2 separate regions of the Mus musculus genome follow, and region 1 is linked to region 2. Evidence: chromatin contacts called from public Hi-C data. All regions are on one chromosome and are shown on one strand. The core of a region is the stretch at or near the end of the contact, and the rest is flanking DNA. Distances in the headings are between cores, read along the strand shown. Region 1 has its middle 17 kb from the start of 4930431F10Rik. Region 2 has its middle 60 kb from the start of Prdm1.

Evidence for each region. Hi-C and Micro-C count contacts between places; a contact is called where the count stands out from the background.
Region 1: a Hi-C map of pancreatic cancer cells shows a contact between it and region 2, with 3 times the contacts expected there. The contact joins two enhancer-like sites. A contact is called at or near these places in 14 of 39 promoter capture datasets (the 3T3-L1 cell line, 3T3-L1-derived adipocytes, the C10 cell line and 8 more), 14 of 484 Hi-C or Micro-C datasets (the 3T3-L1 cell line, B cells, adipose-derived mesenchymal stem cells and 9 more), 4 of 115 datasets of contacts at active chromatin or transcription factors (craniofacial prominence, embryonic limb bud, kidney and 1 more) and 4 of 9 other capture datasets (adipose tissue, embryonic stem cells, liver and 1 more).

Annotation. Positions count from the first base shown.
Region 1 is chr10:44,754,378-44,757,077 of GRCm38.p6, reverse strand. No RefSeq gene overlaps it. Among named protein-coding and RNA genes, the nearest start is that of 4930431F10Rik, 17 kb to the right of the region's middle. Within about 2 kb of position 1,422, at least 53 of the 459 cell types and tissues checked have an H3K27ac peak or open chromatin away from gene starts, as enhancers often do. A contact at or near this core is called in pancreatic cancer cells, where this site is marked.
Region 2 is chr10:44,517,610-44,520,342 of GRCm38.p6, reverse strand. It overlaps a transcript of Prdm1 not described here. Among named protein-coding and RNA genes, the nearest start is that of Prdm1, 60 kb to the right of the region's middle. Within about 2 kb of position 1,367, at least 25 of the 459 cell types and tissues checked have an H3K27ac peak or open chromatin away from gene starts, as enhancers often do. A contact at or near this core is called in pancreatic cancer cells, where this site is marked.

The sequences.
Region 1 (2,700 bases), core at 173-2,672, 240 kb before region 2:
TGTTAGAGGACAGGGTTATGTCTTCTCACTTCAAAATGAAGAACACCTTTACAAGAACTGCCTGTAAGAACACGTAGGTCTTTCCAGGAGAGGATCCTGACATCTTACCTCACTCTCTTCCCCAATCCCACTCCGCCAGCGCAGACTCTCCACAATGAACATCCTAAGGAAAAGTTAGTGTGTATTGTCAGGTCCCAAAGAAATCTGGGACAACCAGGCAAAGGGCTAACTGAAGAGCTTGTTAGCATTCCAAAGCCTACTCTGGCCCAGGCTTACTCAGTAGCTGTGGCTCCTCTCTGCTTTTCTCTCCCCTACCTATGCAACTCCCAAACCTCTCCAGCCCAGAGGTTTCACCCGAGCTTCTGATTCCTATATAAACCTGCTAGTCTGCTGCTTCTCCTCCTTCTCCACCTCCTCTTCCTCCCCCACCTCCTCCTCCCTCACCTCTTCCTCTCACAGCTTGCCCTTTAAGCTCTCTTGGTCCTGTTGGTCCTCCTTGGTTCTCTTTGTTCTCCTCTTCCTCTCTCACTCCCTGCCCCACCCCATTTTTATTCCTGTATTTCTTGGTGTATGGAATTACTATCAAATTCTTTCCTGGAAGGTCTATGCATGTGGGTGTGAGTATCCCAGCAGCAGCAGCAGAGGCTGGCCTGGCATGCAAGCAATCACTCAGAAGACTATTCCCTGCTAGGGGAATACCAAAGTTGGAGATCCTTTTGGGAAGTGTGACCTCATCAGGAGTCTCAAACAAACAAACAAAAACAAAAAACACCCCCAAACCAAAAAACAGACAAACAAACAAAAAACCCAAACAACCCTAAAAACAACCAACTCAACCACCCACCACCACCAAACCCCTACATCAGTCAATACAGGTGCTTGCAAATGTTTATGAACAGCAGAGGAAGCTGGATTCCAGGAATAACAGCTAGAGTGGCACAGAAAGTTCCAGCAGAGGTGCTTGTCCTTGGAGGCTGCCACAGGACCTATAGCTCAAGGCTCTTTTCCTTTAGGAAAGCTGCAAGTGAACTCAGAAATATCACAGGGGGAAGACTCCATGTTTCTCCTTTTGCTTGTTTGAAATAATCGCCTGAAACCTTTTTGCTGTTGACACCAATATGATTTCTGTCTTCCAAAACTCCTGGTGAGTAAATCCAATGGACAGAAATGAATTCATAGCTAGAACTCTGCTGGGATGGAGAGTGTCCAGCCTCTTTTATTGGAAGAAGTTTAAGAACCTACCCAGAGCATTCAATATAGGCCCTGTGAAGGAGGGGACCTCAGCTGGGCTGTTGACCCTGCAGATGGTCTATTGCCTGGCTTATTCTGTCCCTGTCCCTCACCCTGTCTCCTTCTCTGTGTGGCTAGAGTTGAGTGTAGCCAAGCGGCAGAAATGATACGGTAGAAAAACAGTGGCAAGGTCACATCCATGTTTGTACTGCAGGTCTCTGAGACTATTAACACCTCGGATGATGTAACACGCTATGATAACCCTGGCAACAGCTCTCTCACCAAAAGACAATCCTAGGAGAGAAACAGATGGGCCCACTGCCAAGTCTGTTGTTCCTTTGAGAGACTGACAGAGTAATGAGTCACGGCACACAAGCGAGATGTGTCAGGACTGAGTAGTACAAAGTGGGAGCTGTGAATGGATAGGAGATTCCTTTTGGATTCTAACACAGTCAGTCTTTTTTAATGCTGAAAGTGTGACTTATTGTTAATATTAGAAGGCTGTGGTGATATTTAATAGGCTTCTGAATTACTGTAGTACAGGCATTGGTCAATCAGAATATACCCTAAGCCATAGAGTGCTGATATAACTACAGTAGGTGCCATTTCGTAAGGACAATCCCAAGTACAAAAGAGACCAAAACTGATAAAGAATCATCACAAAACATTGCTTAAGGAGGGGAGAGGAACAAACTCTACTACATGTGACAGTGTAAACATTCACTTGGCTCTGTGAGTTATGAGAAGGTAACGCCTCCTCTTTCTGCTTGTTTGATGACTTGCTCAGTTCATTGACAGTCTGCAATAGATTTCTTTTTTCCATTTGGATTAATTTCACACACTCCCCATTGCTCTGTACCCATGGCTGGAGTTTAACACGGAGTTATTGAATGATTCCTTCTTGATTGAATTCGAGAGTTGAGTCTTTGTACATCCCTGGACTCATCTGGCATGCGACTCCCTCCCTGCCAGTCAGCCAGTCTTTCTGGATAAACAACATGCTACACCAGGGACTGGTATGTGTGTCCTTACCCTCAGACTCTTTAGACACAAAAGTGATAACCTAGAGTGCCTGTTTGTAACAACAGAGTTTGTTTCTATCTCAGGTTTAAATAAGCAAATTTGGCATGGGTTCTGGTATACATGTAAGGGCCGTACATGCTTTATGTCGGGACCAGCCTTTTACAGATCATCTCAATCATCCATCTTTAAACTTCTGAGAATTGTTTCTTTTTAAAAATATTTTGATTATGTAGAATACACATTTTATAAATAAGGGTCATGGAGCCACAGATCAGAAAGAAATAAAAATTTAAGTCTCAAACATGTTAAACAGGGTCATAAATTTTGCTTTAGCATATAGACAGTTCCACTTGTCATTCAAACCTTCAGTGGAGTAAGGATATTGCCTCACTGTAGATACTGGGCTGAGTGTTCTCCTTGGCTATGCTACTATATCCTAGTAGATCC
Region 2 (2,733 bases), core at 118-2,617:
ATGCCTGCAGGTCATCACAAGGTTCTCAGTGGTGTCTCGATTTTTTTTAATTTAATGTTTAACTTCTGAGAGAATTGCTTAGAAACATTTACCCGGCCTTGCTGGTGACTCAGGGAAATAGTTAGATAAGGGTGACCACTGGTCAAGATAAGATACTTCATAACAAGCTTATTTTGGACAAATGATTAAAAGTAGAATTGTCATGGCTTTGCTAAACTGGAAATTTAGTTTGATTTTTTTTTATTCTTAAGACATATAGCATGAGAAATAAGCCTTAATATCAAAATTTAAGATATCTAGAGCATTGATCTTTTTTGAAATATATTTTGCTTTACACAAATTTAGAAAAATCTTTGGATCGTCTTTATCAAGTATATCAAGTGTGAATTTTCATCATAATACATTTGTTGAGTTTTTTTTTTTTTCTTCTTATTCTTCCTTATTGCTGTTGCCCTTGGTGGGGTGGGGAGATGATACTTAAAGCAGACAGTTTGTTCCCCTCTGTCAGATCATATGCACTGGTCTGAGAGGCACCTGTGCCATCTGTAATCAGCGGCCCATGGTCCTAATTTCATCTTCCTTTTCTGTTCAAGGCTTTACTTGGCTGGGTTCTTTAGTAGCGTGTGATCAAGGTAACGAGGAGAAAGCAACATTCAGCAAGATTCTGCGTTATTTCGGAGTGATGGTATTAGTTTAGGGCTATTTTTTTCTTCTTTCATGTTTAAATTAATTCATACATTCCAAGAGCATAAAAACCAAGATACCTATAGATAGATACCTTATACTTTGGATAATGCTTCATGTATTCATTCACTGTGGTGGCTATTTCTGGTTGTTAATTTGACTATATCTGGAATGAACTACGATCTAGAATTGGAGAGCACACCTGTGATCCAGATCTTGAGGCTGGAAGACACAAGTTTCTGACCTGGATCTTGACGTGGAGATCTTGAGGCATAGTGGCTATGAAAAGCTTAGGCCCAGGCAAGGTAGTATGTGCCTTTAATCCCAGATCTCTGAGTTCAAAGTCAACCTGGGCCAAAGCAAGTCCCAGATCCAGGCATGGTGGTACATAACTTCATCTGAGTCATGCCTTCTGCTGGAGGCTTACATAGGGAAATTGGAAAATGAAAGCCTCTATCTTTTTTGACTGCTTACACTGCAGCACGTGTGTTGGAAACTATTTCTACAGAAGACCAGCTTAAATAACTGGCCTTATAGGACTGAGCAACTACTTAGATTCTTGGACTTCCCACCCACAGCTGCCCATTGTTGGATTAGTTGGACTAAATCATCACAATAAATTCCCTTCACACAGAGAGACATTCCATAAGTTCTGTGACTCTCGAGAACCCTGACTAATACATTCACCCACTGTGTGTAGATGTGCATCCTGTGACTAAAGCGATCATGGAACTCATTGGCTACCACGGGACACTTTGAGAGTGAAAAGGGACATTAGGAATAATTAGTCATGATAATAAGCACAAGCCAAGAGGCTTCCTGGCAAGTCAGAAGGCTCGAACGTCTATGCGTCATGATTCCTACAGCCAAGAAGTTTTAAAAATAACTTACTTAGCTCTCAGGATGAGAAAGGAAGGGAGAGTTGATTGGAAGGGAGGGAGGCTTCTGCGTAGGCACTGTACCTATTAATAACACACACTAACACACACACACACACACACACACACACACACACACACACACACACACACCAGAAGACTGCCTGGCTGGAGGAAGGTTATTAAGAGAGCTGTGTGTATTAGTTGCCTTGAATGTGCGTGCCCAGTGGTTGTGAGAATTGTGTCTTTATTAACTCCTCGTTATCCTTGGCATTTAAAAAACATTACCCGGAATTCTTTTCTCTAAGACTCATAATATATGTCTGTCCTTAGTCTTTCTTCCATTTTTTTTAAATTTTGTTTTATAGTTCTGTACTCATCTAGGTAAACTAATTCACTTTTGGGTGGGGGGCTACTAGAGGAGAAGGCCTCCTAGTAGGCCTTATGTTAGCCTTCTTGCTCAATCAAGACACCGGTCTTAGTTATAAAGGGTCTGAGGGGCCATGTAGAATATACTAGCTCCCTACACCACATAAGCCAGGCATGGTGGCACTGTGATCCCAGCAGTACCAGGGGAGGGGAGGAGGGAAACAGGAGGCTCAAAGTATCTATCCTTGGCTACATAGCAAGTTCTAGGCCAGCCTGATCTACACGAAACCCTAGCTCAAAAAGTAAAGGATGTGTGAGAGGTGGGAAGCCTTCCAGGCCAGCCTAGAGCGTGCTCATTTTTGGACATAAGTGCATGTGATTCTCAAAACAGAGCAGCTTTGCATGCCTCCATTGCTGTATTTATCCCTCCTGAGGGAGAGCAAGTGAGTCAGGATAGAGGTGACTGCTGGCAAAGGGGTTGCCTCTCTTTCAGTTAATATAAAAAGGCATTTTGGGGGGAGGGGGGTTGTGCATCATGCCCCTCCTCCTGCTTCTGAAATCATATACTGGGGAATACAAAATATAGGAGTGTGTTTGCTGATCAACAGATCAAAGGTTCCCATGGGGGTTAAACCACCTGGAAGGAGAAAGGAGCTCTGGTCTTTTTCTGCAGCCTGAACTCTCTACCCTCCATTTTAGCCAGATTTTAAGTAAGCAACAGAGAGAGAGAGAGCTGCAGCTGGGCACTCTGCCTTCCCAGCTCTGGGCTGCATGGGATGTGTGAGTCTGTGTATGGGCCCAG